Regions from separate parts of the Oncorhynchus kisutch genome. Here region 2 is linked to region 1. A link is a contact called in public Hi-C data. All regions are on one chromosome and are shown on one strand. Each heading gives the region's core, a stretch centred on a gene start, on an enhancer-like site or on the middle of the called end of the contact. The rest is flanking DNA. Distances are from core to core; before and after follow the strand shown. Region 1 holds the start of LOC109902689 (transmembrane emp24 domain-containing protein 5-like). Region 2 holds the start of mettl13 (methyltransferase 13, eEF1A lysine and N-terminal methyltransferase).

Region 1 (6,684 bases), core at 3,257-5,756:
CTAAAGTGTATGTAAACTTCCATCTTCAACTGTATATTACATGGATTCATTAGACTTTTTAAAACTGGCTTGTAGGCCAGGAGATGCTAAATGTGTTTCCTAATTAAGGGTCAATTACCATGAGACCGACAGTTATTTGCTTGACAATCACTAGCTGATGAAATTTCGGGACTGCCACAGCCCAACATACATCTCGTCTGTCTGTTTACAATTCAAAGGCATGTTTGAGAACATTAAAGCCATTTATTTAACTACATGCAATCAATCTCACAGCACTAATACTCAAATCAACACTTTACTGATAGGAGGCATACTGCAGTCACATATTTACATTATAGAAAACCATAATGGACCTTTCTATAGTGTAAAGAAATGTACTGCTGGACTGCTAAAAATGTGCACAGTATAGATTCACAGTGAGGCTCGGACCCAGAATCTCTGGTGGCACAGCTAGCACTGTGATGCAGTTCCACTGCGCCACCCGGGAGGCCGCTGTGGTCTCTTTCAAGCTGTATAGTTAGGGTTATCACGACACCAGTATGACGATACTCAGTGGTATCGTGGAAATGAAACAAAAAAATAAACAGACTTAATTACCTGAGAGAAAACAGTCCTTAATGTTGGAAACATGCAGCCTTATGTTGCCACCCAGAATCAGATGTTTCTTTTCCGAGCTCTAGCACACAATATTGTACATACAGTATGTTTTTTTAAAGGACCAAAGAGTTTAGTGTGCTTTGCATTTTCCTTTTTGCCATGGGAAATCAGGTATTGTGATACTGGTATTGTGACAACCCTAGCTAGTTGTCTAATGCTAGTCACTCAGCCTATCTGGTAGCTACAGATTGCACACCAGATAATGTGATAGAACTAAAATGTTGGTGTCCATTACTGGGAATTACAGGAAAGCCCCATACAAACCACTGCCATAGATTTTTAAACTAACCTGTTCTTGTCAATAGTTTCTTCGTTCTCGATTCAGTGAAAATTGTATCTCAAATGTCAGTTTCCAGTTGCATGTGGGTTTACAACAACTATAGATAATTCAGAAAGATAAATGTAATGTTTTGTATCCAGTGAAACATGCCACCCATGTGTGTAGGTCTTTGTTTTGGTCGCACTGTGACGTGCTATCATCTATTTCTACACATGGCCACAAACAAACGAATGGTTCCGGCAAAGACACTGCGAAATGCTAGATGTGTGGCAAAACAAGAATTTAATAGCTTTCTTTTCACTGGTTTTCATAGAACCACCTGCAACTGTAAACTGACATTTGAGATACAATTTTCCCCCGAAACGAGAATGAAGAAAGCGTCGACAAGAACAGGTTAGTTCAAATCTATGGCGGCTGTTTGTATGATGGTTTTCTGTAATGCCCAGTAAGGAACACAAAATCATTGGTTATATCACATTATTTGGCATCCAATATGTAGCTACCCATCTTAAGAAACTTGGCATGCTACTGACCATCTAATCACCTGTAACCAGTCCTGTGTATTGTTAGCTGCTGCGTCAGTGGCTCTTATAAGTTGCTGGACCACGACCAGTGATAATCCACCACCTGTCAGTGTTACCTCTGTGCATTGGTAAGAACTCAAGACAAGCAACTGGCTAGAAAGTTTTACAGCTAGATAGCTGATTTATAGATGTTAGTCAAGTACTGCACCAGGACCACCTATGAAAAATAGTAAATACTAGTAGATGTCCTCCTTCTAAAATAACTAGCTGATATATATAATTAGAAGGAAAGCATAATGTTCAGTAACTGTTAGTCAAACCAACTAGAAGAAACGTGTATTATCGGTGTGCCCGACAAGCCATGGACGACAGTTGAGAAAACAGATTTGCTAGTTAGCCAGTAGGGTAGAACATCAGCTATCTTCGCTTAACATGTGAGAGGATTGAATAATATATATCGAGTTAGAAACATCTGTCAGTGTTCTTTTTAAGAAACAATGATTTTCAACAACACGGCGTTATCCAACGTCACCTGTTTGTGTTACCGTTAGCTAGCCAGTCACACCCCCTTGACGATGTGAGCTAGCCAACATATGCGTTACCTTAAAATGTCTCGAGGGACAAAAAAAAGCATCCCTCACCAAGAAAGGACAAGGTCATAATATCAGTATAACAGCTTCCAATGCTGCTTTCGAGTTCTGTCATTTGTTCGACGTAACGTGACAGTCTAAAGCTAGCTTTACTACCACAATGAAAAGCATTTAAGAAGGGCTTACCAGCAAAGGACAGCTACAATGAGGCACACGAACAAAACGCGCAACCGCTTCATTATCTTCCCGCGGGGACCAACATCCTCGCTATTTTAGGATTTTACTAGCAAGATATGTTTTAAATATAACGTTTGTTGATTATACAATAGGAAATATTTAAGGGAGGGTGGCACTTTCCTAAAACTACAGTCGATGTAGCTAGGCGAATTTTCATTCAGTCATCCCCTCGCCGCTCCTTGCTGTCTTCTGTTGCGCTGTTACCCTGCTCGATTTTGCTAAGCTTTCCGGAGGTTCTCCTCTCGGCCAATAGCATTAGGGCAGTACTGCGGTACACCAATAGGATCAGGTAGCGACCAAGAAGTAGTGACGTCTAAGGGCCATTTCCTCTGCTTGAGCTGAGTTGGAAGTTCTGACATGGAACGCGTGTCCATTACGATAAGCAAAATATCCAAACCAGAAATAGTCCACCCGATTAGACTACAATCAACCCACTAATAACCTATTTTTGGATGACACCAACGTTTCCATCCAACTTTTTTTTAAACGCGAGTAATGCCGTGTTCAAATGGTAGTCGGACTAGGAAACTTGGAAATAGCTGATTCGTTGAACACAGTACATGTATAACTACAACCAGATACCATGTCGGACATTACGGAGTTTTCTAGTTCCGACTAGTATGTGAACGCGTCATACATTACATATCAGATTTTTAAAATCGTGACAGGCCTACATTTTCCTGTCCACATGTCGACAAAACAAAATACGGTGTGATATTTTTTGTGTCACTAAATGAATAATGCGAGACATGTCAGTGGAAAAGCTTTTATGCACACATATTGATATAATAACCATCATATTCAAGTGAATTTTGAGTCACGCGATGACATGTTGTGTGGTCCTACCACTACGACTCGTTGGGAAAGCATGCAGTTTAGGCTACAGATTAAATAAATTATGATGAATTTTACAGGGTGGTAAAAGTGCAAGGTGATGAACTTTTTTTATTTTATATTTATTTTTATTTCACCTTTATTTAACCAGGTAGGCTAGTTGAGAACAAGTTCTCATTTGCAACTGCGACCTGGCCAAGATAAAGCATAGCAGTGTGAGCAGACAACAAAGAGTTACACATGGAGTAAACAATTAACAAGTCAATAACACAGTAGAAAACAAAGGGGGAGTCTATATACAATATACAACTTGATGCACCATACCAATAAATATCGAGGATTTTATTCTGATGACATAATTTATACTTGGCTGCCATTTGACAAAACTTTATCTGCTTTGAAATGGCCAATAATTATTATTATTATTATTTCGCCATGTAGGCTATAGAACCCCACAGTGGGATGTCATAATACCCATAAAACCTAGCGGTCAACAGGTAAATGGTTCCAATCGTTATTCCACCATTCATTTTTCCCCATAGGGAATTTTAGAAAGACTTAAAATAAGGACTGTTTTGTATAGGCTTACCCCTGCGTGACGTTCTGATAATCATGTAAATCTCTCTCGGGCAAATTTACTTTTATCAATATATTCAGCCCTATTTACTCTCTGATTTGAAATGGTAATTAGCATCAAAGTAGACGTGCAAAACTATAAATCCCTGCAAGGTGTTGCACATCATCCCTAGCTGACACCTTCGCTGACTGGTATTGTGTACATTTAAAACTTGCACAAGGCAGTTCACAGAATTGGCCATTTTAAGAAATGTAGCTAATTTATGAATTACTACATTTAGCTGACATTAGATAGTTAACCCATAGATTCTTACCTTTGCCTCGATTTGGCACTCTTGTCCAGATCATCATGGCATTTGTAGTTCTCTATGATAGCCACATTAGCAGCTAATAGAGGAAAATATATTGATAAATCACCTTGTCCTAGCGAGATTTACATGGCTATAAAAACATCACGCCACTGTAAATTTACACAAAACACAGCACTTATTTTTAATGAACCATTTCCATGTTTGACCGCTAGGTGTAATAGGTATTATAACGGTCCTGATGTTGTCAAGGCGAGTGCGCTCTTGGAGCAGTGTTGGATGCCGTCTTTTGTTCTTAAACACTACATTGCCCATCATACAACGGATACGTGCGTCTTCTGAGATCTGCCTGTGTAAACGTTTTTGTTAAATGTAACATAATACACGTAGAATGTGTCCCAAATATATTTTATGCACCAATAAATACATTCAATTGAATAAGAAAAGGTTTGAGATTAACCCAGCATTTAGAATGTGAGGCACTGTGGCTCAGATCCTCACATTCTAAATGCTGGGTTGAAATCTCAAACATCAAAACTCGTTGAGCGAAAACGATTTCCATTCTGAAAAGGCAGGGTCCTCATATAGTGATTGCCATCGAACGGTGAGCTGGTCATCATAAATTACGTTTTGACGAACTGAACTAGCACTCATCGAGAGCTTGTCTCTTTACGGAGTCAAAATCAAGAGTTAAAGGCAGCGGGAGACCATGGACGTGGCCCGGATGTTACTGTGCCTGTTCTCGGTGCTGGTGTCTGAGAAGTTCCTGGTGGCTGCGTTCTCCCAGAGCCTGGTCAGCGACTTCACATTCACACTCCCCGCAGGGCGGAAGGAGTGCTTCTTCCAGACCATGAAGAAGGACGCGTCGCTAGAGATAGAATATCAGGTGCCAGGGGTTTATATGATTGGTTTTACATGGGGAAAGGGTGAACACATAATTGTAAATGAGCACACTTGATATAACTCATGTGGGTAGCTTTGGAGACTGTCTCTACTCTGCTAGAACTACTCGCATGACTTCACAAGAAGTCCAATGTTATGTGCATATCCCATCATTGATTGTGGTTAGCGCTGTCGTATCCAGTGGTGGAAAAGGTACCCAATTATCAAACGAGTAAAAGTAAAGATACCTTAATAGAAAATGACTCAAGTGAAATTCACCCAGTAAAATCCTACTTGAATAAAAGTCTAGAAGTATTTTGTTTTAAATATACTTAAGTATCAAAAGTAAATGTAATTGCTAAAATATACTTACGTATTAAAAGTATACACAATAAAACATTCATTATATTAAGCAGACCAGACGGCAGCATTTCATAATTATTATATATATATATTTTTACATTTGCGGATAGCCAAGGGCAAGCTCCAACACTGACATCATTTACAAACAAAGCACGTATTTAATGAGTCCGCCAGATCAGAGGCTGTAGGGATGACCACTTCCCTTGATAAGTTTGTGAATTAGACCATTCTCCTGCCCTGTTAAGCATTCAAAATGTAACAAGTACTTTTGGATGTCAGGGAAAATGTATGGAGTAAAAAGTACATAATTGTCTTCAGTAATGTAATAATGTTAAAGTAAAAATACAAATAGTGAAGTACAGATACCCCAAAAACTACTTAAGAAGTACTTTCAAGTATTTTTACTTAAGTACTTTACACCACTGGTCGTATCTGAATCCAGAACCTAGGAACTACTTGTGGAATAGGTTGAGTAAATTAAATGTATTGTAAATGTATTAAACACTTACTATAGGCCTATATGATTTTGAAATGATGCCATCATACTAGTTTAGAAACTCGTTTTTCCCAGAACTGGCTATAAGTTCCTTTCTAATAATGACATTCCATCCTAGGCTGTGGTTCCTCTTACTCCTATTTCATTGGCCCACAAGATTGTGCTCTGCTGATGTGTTTAAAATGTTTCCAATTGAGTTGTGGCCCTGAATCACAAATCTCAACACAGAAGTCTGGTAAAACCTCTATTTTCTATGAAATATTTTAACATTTCTGACATAACGGATTGTCATACCATCACAGTAGGATAGTCTAGCTGTAGCATGCTACCACCATAGACAAGCTATTTCTGTGGCATGCTGTAGCCCACCACTCTGCCATCGGAGTGTGAACAAAACTGACAATGTCCTTAGTTTGTGGAGACTAATTTCTAAGTACTTCATGGTATCTGCTCAATGTCTGTGTTTGGAAATCCTCAAATAACTAGACATTAAAGTTAGGAAACCCTGTCATTCTTTGCTCCTGAGTAACAGAGGAGGCAGAGATCTGTGGAAATAGTAAACAAGTAATGCAACTGTAGAGAAACAGGCACCAGGGACTGGCCTGTTCACTTATTGTCTTGAATGGACTCAATCCAACCGTATTTCACTACTGAAAATAGGCTGTGTTCTTGGACTGGACATTGTGAAGCACCTCTGCTTGTTTTTCAGCACCAGCTCTCCTCAACCTCTCTCTCTGTCTGAGTGCGAATTACACTGTGACATTCGGGGTGGTCTCTTGGGTGATTTTTTTTAAAGGGGATAATAATGATAATAAAGATGTCATTTAATGGTAAAAATGGATTACCTTTTAATGTGGCATGCACACAGCCAGTCATGGTTTTCATCTGATTGTCAAACAAATCACTTAAAGTAGGCTACCTGTGCATGTTCGTCCAC
Region 2 (7,157 bases), core at 2,247-4,746, 150 kb before region 1:
TTGGTGTCCTTTAGTAGAAGTTTCTTTGCAGCAATTCTTCCATGAAGGCCTGATTCACAGAGTCAAAAAAGTTTTATTTGTCACATGGGCCGAAAACAACAAGTACAGTGGAATGCTTACTTACAAGCCCTTAAACAATAATGCAGTTAAGAAAATATCTAAAAAAGTAAGAGATAAAAGTAACAAATAATTAAAGAGCAGCAGTAAAATAACAATAGCGAGGCAATATACAGGGGGTACCGGTGTTGAGGTATTTAAACTGCTTCACTAATCACTCCTCTCTCTCTCTCTGCTCCTCCAGGTATGATCCTGTTTTGTTTGTTCCTTTGTAGTTTTGCATAGTTTTCACTCAGTCATTCACACACACAGATCCATGCATCCCTGTACTTTACATACACCTTACATTATGATACTTTCACACCTCATTCCTTTTTCTTTGTTTAAAGTTAATAGTTCTGGTTTATAATAAAGAACCTTTTTGATTGGCCTATACCCGTTGTTCGCGTCCCCTCATTTTTGCCACAGGCTATGAGCCGGCCTGTGACACTATGCATAGATAACAGAGAGTAGCAGCAGTGTAGAATGGGGGGGCAATGCAAATAGTCTGAGTAGCCATTTGATTAGCTGATGGAAATTAGGTAAAAACTGATTTAAGTCCCAGGCCACTAGGAGCGCCGCCTCTGGATAAGCGTTTTCCTGTTTGCTTATGGTGGTATTCAGCTCATTGAGTGCGATCTTAGTGCCAGCATCGGTCTGTGATGGTATGTAGACAGCTATGAAAAATACTGATGAAAACTCTATAGGTAGATTGTGTGGTCTACAGCTTATCATGAGATACTCTATCTCAGGCGAGAACAACCTTGAGACTTCCTTCGATATCGTGCACTAGCTGTTGTTTACAAAAATACATAGGCCACCACCCCGTGTCTTACCAGAGGCTGCTGTTCTATCCTGCCGATAGTGTGTATAACCCGCCAGCTGTATGTTATTAATGTTGTTGTTCAACCATGACTCTGTGAAACACAAGATATTACAGTTTGTAATGTTCTGTTGGTAGGATGTACGTGCTTTTAGTTTGTCCCATTTATTTTCCAGCGATTGAACGTTGGCTAACAGTATGGATGGAAAAGGCAGATTAGCCTCTCGTCGCCTGATCCTCACAAGGCACCCCGATCTCGTTCCACAAAATCTGTTTCTTTCACCTATGAATGACAGGGATGCTGGCCTGTTTGGGTGTTTGGATTATATCCTTCCAGTCCAACTCATTAAAGAAAAATCTTTGTCCAATTCGAGGTGAGTAATCACTGTTCAGATGTCCAGAAGCTCTGATGTCTAGTGGCTGCTACCGTCATAAGAGACGATAGCAGCAACATTATGTACAAAATAGGTTAAACAATGCGAAAAATCTAACAAAATAGCACGGTTGGTTAAGAGCCCATAAAACAGCAGCCTTCCTCCCCAGGACCATCATCAATATTCAGTCTCCTCTGAACAGTTAATGTTGAGATGTATCTGTTACTTGAACTCTGAAGCATTTATTTGGGCTGCAATTTCTGAGGCTGGTAACACTAATGAACTTATCCTCTGCAGCAGAGGTAACTCTGGGTCTTCCTTTCATGAGAGCCTGTTTAATCATAGCCCTTGATGGTTTTTACAACTGCACTTGAAGAAACTTGAAAAGTTCTTGAAATTTTCCTGATTGACTGACCATCTTAAAGTAATGATGGACGGTCATTTCTCTTTGCTTATTTGACCTGTCCTTGCCATTATACGGACTTAGTCTTTTACCAAATAGGGCTATCTTCTGTATACCACCCCTACCTTGTCACAACACAACTGATTGTCTCAAACGCATTGAAGTAAAGAAATTCCACAAATGAACTTTTAACAAGGCACCGCAGTTAATTGAAATGCATTCCAGGTGACTACCTCATGAAGCTGGTTGAGAGGACGCAAAGAGTGTGCAAAGCTGTCATCAAGGCATTGATTTGTTTAACACTTTTTTTGGTTACTACAAGATATCATGTGTTATTTCATAGTTTTAGATGTCTTCACTATTATTCTACAATGAAGGAAATATTAAAAATAAAGAAAAACCCTGGAATGGGTAGGTGTGTCCAAACCTTTGACTGGTACTGTATATTAGAGCAAGCATGCAGAGATCTTCAGTGTGGTGGGTGTGTGTGATATTCTTACCTCAGTTATCCCTCTGAAGAGTTGTACCGGTTCCTCTTTTCCTGGACAGAAGGCAAAGGTACACAGAGCCCAGGCCGACTTATCCTCAAACCCAGCCAGCATCTTAAACTGACCTGGGCCGATGCCCAAAGGCATCTTAAGGCTGTTCATCATGAGAACCAGATGATCCTATATAATAAAAAAAAGCATCTTATGGCTAAGTTCATCATTAGAACCAAACCGGGTCCTTAACAGTTCACACACGCTTACATAATAATTGGTAACTTTACATTTACTGTAAGTAACTATTCATGTATACATAACATAGGCTTTGTAGCTTATATGAGTCATTGATTACCTTCTGGCTTCAATTTATTCAGGAACCATTGATAAGGTGTACTCACAGTCAATCTTCTTGGACACTAGTTTGTAGGGAAACTTGTCCCCCAGGATCTGAATCCCCTGTTGGTCAGAAAACAGAGCAGTATTTTAAATAGCATGGACTTTTAGTCAGACTGCAAAACTTCTGTAACTCAGTTAATGTTATCTTTGTACAACACATATCTCCATCTATTTATTGTCTTTATTTAACTAGGCAAGTCAGTTAAGAACAAAATTGTATTTTATGTTTTACAATGACGGCCTATCAAAAGGCCTCTTGCTGGGACGGGGGCTGGGATTTTTAAAATGTAGAAATATAGGACAAAACACACATCACAAGAGCCAACACTACATAAAAGACAGAACTAAGACAGCATAGCAAGGCAGAAACACAACATGGTAGAAACAAAAAACATTGTACAAACATTATTAGGCACAAACAACAGCACAAAGGGCAAGAAGGTAGAGACAACAATACATCACGCAAATCAGTCACAACGGGTGGGTATAATTTGTGGAACGTTCCAACAGGAATCTGTTCCAAAAACTTCGTTAATAACAAGGATGCCAACAAACAACGCATACAAAGTAGCATGATCAACTCACCACGTAGCTTATTCTTAATGTTTGTCCATAGGCTACCAGAGTGAGGACAGACATTTTTCGGAATAAACCTGGTGAGTGGAAAAACGTAACAAAATTGCCCACTCCCTACCTGGTATCCTGTTCTGCCGCTATACAACTGTGTATGCGTTGTTTGTTGGCATCCTTGTTATTTACGAAGTTTTTGGAACAGATTCCTGTTGGAACGTTCCCCAAATTATACCCACCCGTCACAACTGTCAGTAAGTGTCCAAGATTGAGTCTTTGAATTTAGAGATTGAGAGGAAACAGTCCAGTTTGAGTGTTTGTTGCAGCGAACTGAAGAGACGAGCGACCCAGGGATCTGTGTGCTTTCAGGACCTTAAATATAATGTGACATGCAGAACGGGTGTTGTATGTGGAGGATCAGTGCTGCAGTAGATATCTCAGATAGGGGGGAGTGAGGCCTAAAATTGTTTTATAAATAAGAATCGATCAGTGGGTCTTGCGAGGGGTATACAGAGATGACCAGTTTACAGAGGAGTATAGAATGCAGTGATGTGTCCTATAAGGAGCATTGGTGGCAAATCTGATGGCCGAATGGTAAAGAACATCTAGCCGGTCGCTGGTCGAGAGAACCCTTACCTGTCGATCTATAAATGATGTCTCCGTAATCTAGGTGGTGAACCGTAATCTATTTTATCGGCTAATAACAGCTATCAAACCATTTGATCTGTGCAAGTGTAATCTAAAACCACCATCACATTCCCCGTCAGTCATTTCCATGCATTCACATGGGTTGGCTGCCATGGCTAGAGCCAAAGTAAAGCCTCTAATAAACAGCACACGCTGCAACGTTTAATGTTCACAATGGAATGTCGGTTCTTGTGAACCATTCTGCTACCTCTTCTAGTTTATTTGCGTTTCCAGTCACGGAGACCACAGATCTCCCGGTTGGGACAGCCATGTTGATGCCTCTTGTTGTCCGGAAGATAATCACCAACGGACCAGAACTCGCCGGGTCGCAAAGGCATCCGATTCCACATCAGACAATGACAGGCTTCTGTCAAGAATCTCAGCAAATCAGCATTAGACTAGGAACTCCGCCTATTCAGAGCTATCCAATCGAAATGTAGTTGTGTACAGCTCAGAATAATGTCCGGGTGAACATGCCATGTGGGAAAGATAGGGAGCTGAAAATCCAAGCTTGGTAATACGTTTTTCGACCAATTGACAATCTACCAATTGCTACCGTTACACATGTATAATGTCCTGCATGTTCCTGAATCTTAGCTAGCTTGTTCAAAGCTAATCGAAAGTATTCTAACGTTAGTTTGTTTACAAGTAGCTAGCTAGCTACTGATATAGACCTAGCAAGTGTTAAAGATGAGTCTTCTACCTCGCACTGCCGAGGAGTTCAGTTCTGCAGAGTACTGGGAACGTTTCTTCAAGAAGAGAGGAGAGAAGGCTTTTGAGTGGTATGGAGACTACAACAAACTCTGTGGCGTGCTGCACAAATACATCAAACCGCGGGATAAGGTGAGCAGATACACTGACACCCTGACATGTAGGAAAATGTTCAGACTCCACAGTCAATTTGTCTTCTGCTGAATTTCTTTCTACTGAAGAGCCATGTACGTCTTGTATTATATGACGCACAGAAGAATTCCTATCCAAATGACAGGGTCCTTTAACAGACTCTTTTATCCAACGCGACTTACAGTCATGCGTATCTTGTCTCGTCTGTCCCAGGTCTTGGTGGTGGGCTGTGGTAACTCTGAGCTGAGTGAGCAGCTGTATGACGTTGGCTACAGACATCTGACCAACATTGACATTAGTGAGACGGTGGTGAATCACATGAACCAGAAGAATGCCAAGCAGCGCCCAGACCTGACCTTCCAGACAGTGGATGCCACCCAGACACCCTACGAGGACGGAAGCTACCAGGCTGTACTGGACAAGGGGACACTGGACGCCATGGCCTCCCAGGAGGGGGCTCTAGCTGGGAGGATGCTGGCTGAGGTGTGCTGGTGTGGAGTAGCTTGACAGGGATTATAAAATAGTTTAACAAAGCCAGAATCCCTGCACAGAGTAGCACTCCAGGAGTGTTGGCCACCTACCAGTTAGTAAAATGTGTCTTAAAGTTTATTCACATGCAATAAACCCTTTATGCCTTGTGTTTGTGTAGGTGGGCCGTGTCCTGGGTATAGGAGGCCGCTACGTCTGTGTGACCCTGGCCCAGGAGAGTGTCATCAAGCTGGCGGTGGAGCACTTCATCCAGGTAAAAGGCTTAGGTTAGATGCATTGATAGTGATAGATGGTTGCCTTACCTACTTTAATTCAATTCACTCAGGATAAGAGCATTTTCAAAATTATTGAAATGTAGGTGGGCTGGGCTGTGAGACTTCATTGTCTGGGTGACCCAGAGAGCCAGGAGGTCTCTTCCTTCGCTCTGCCTGTCTTCGTATTGGTTTGCACAAAGTTCCGCCAGCCAATGCCCATGCCCATCCTGGAGATGTGCCAAGGGGAGGATGGTGACCCCGTGAGGCTTCCCGTGGTGGCAGACCTGCTGTCTGTGGTGAGAGAGCGCCAGGCGTATGCCATGCTGAGACAGAGGCTCCGTACAGGTACAGACGCGACCTCTACCCCCTCGTTGACCCTCTGCCACGCCCCCACTGGGCGACCCCGCTACACCCTCACCGTACAGGACTGCCCCCCTGGTGCCAAGGTTCCCCGTGCAAACCACTTTGCCATCTTCATAGGTGAGGGATAGGATTTGTCGTATATCGGCACACCTGGGTGGAAAAACATGGGTATGTTTGTCTTTCCTTTCTGCTCTTGGCTGCATTCTAAACCTGGCTCTTCCTGTCTCAACCCTGACAGTGCCTCAGGGCAGAGAGACTGATTGGCTGTACGGCTTGGCCGAGGGGCGGGGCCAACTAGCGGCTAGCGCAAACTTCAGACGTCTGGTTGTCGTGGCCATGCACAGAGAACAGGAGTATACCGACATGCAGGCTGTCCAATCAGAGCTCTCCCCCATGGTGATGGAACTCGCCCCCCCTGGGATGCCAGCCAATCAGAAAGTAGGGAAGTTGTGATTATTCTATTTTGGGTTGTAGTTAAAAAACATGTTTCCTAATTTCTCTATCATCTGGCCCACTTCACTCATTTTCCCCGTCTCCCTCTCCCCATCCCTGTCCCTCCCCCTGTAGGTTCCATTCCTGTCGGTGGGAGGTGAGCTGGGTTGGAGGGAGGTGGTGAGTCATGGTACCAGTGATCTGAGTGGTCAGTACTCTGTAGAGGATGTGAGAGGAGAGGATGGTCAGCTCTACCGTAGACTGGTTTTCCTGGGTAATGACGGACTGGTCCAGTCAGAGAGCCGCCTCACTAATCCAGCAGCAGGTGAGAACAAACACACACAGTTTTTATTACTTGGTGAGTTCAGTAGCTAACCGTCTCTTTAACTTTAGCAGCAGCCTCATCTCAGAAGAATAAAAAGAGCAGAAGGAAAGCCAAGCCCTCTGCCCCTCCCCCCATGACAACCCCATCCCAGACACCAGGTGGCGCCCTGGAGGTGGACAAAGGCTATCTATGCTGTGCCCACCACAGGGTCATGGTGGCTGGCCTCGCCATGCTAGGAGTGGGCACCGACCACAACAAAGGTAGGTGTATTTGCCAGCATTGTCTGCAAGTCAGTCGCCCTGTGCCCACATACCTGCCAAATAGCAGTCTGTGTTTGACACTTTTTCTCAAATCCACTATTTTTGCCCACAGGATGTTTGGTCACTTGACACGACAGATCTGATGAATCAGCCAAATGTCTCCTGTCTGTCATGTCTCCTATAACTTCTCTGTAGATGTGTCAGTGCTCCTGGTAGGACTGGGTGGAGGAGGGTTGCCCCAGTTCCTGCGGGACTTTGTACCTGGAGCCAGGGTGGAGGTGGTGGAGCTGGATCCAGCAGTACTGGAGGTGGCTCAGGGATGGTTCGGCTTCACACCTGATGACAGGCTCACTGTCA

Evidence for each region. A called contact is a pair of places that touch in the nucleus more often than the background predicts.
Region 2: a Hi-C map of muscle shows a contact between it and region 1, with 4 times the contacts expected there. The contact joins the promoter of mettl13 here to the promoter of LOC109902689 in region 1. A contact is called at or near these places in 2 of 2 Hi-C or Micro-C datasets (liver and muscle).

Annotation. Positions count from the first base shown.
Region 1 is chrLG13:27,225,394-27,232,077 of Okis_V2, reverse strand. LOC109902689 (transmembrane emp24 domain-containing protein 5-like) reads left to right here and starts at 4,506. Exons shown (of 4, transcript XM_020499269.2): 1 at 4,506-4,892. The coding sequence starts at 4,716. It overlaps LOC109902687 (SUN domain-containing ossification factor), which reads right to left and starts at 2,686. Exons shown (of 22, transcript XM_031785914.1): 1 at 2,238-2,686. The coding sequence starts at 2,290.
Region 2 is chrLG13:27,377,772-27,384,928 of Okis_V2, reverse strand. It overlaps mettl13 (methyltransferase 13, eEF1A lysine and N-terminal methyltransferase), which reads left to right and starts at 3,496. Exons shown (of 10, transcript XM_020499262.2): 1 at 3,496-4,677; 2 at 4,891-5,160; 3 at 5,327-5,419; 4 at 5,525-5,900; 5 at 6,022-6,221; 6 at 6,351-6,540; 7 at 6,609-6,800; 8 at 6,996-7,157. The coding sequence starts at 4,525. It overlaps LOC109902684 (a long non-coding RNA gene), which reads right to left and starts at 4,147. Exons shown (of 4, transcript XR_002256919.2): 1 at 4,043-4,147; 2 at 2,580-2,637; 3 at 2,197-2,364.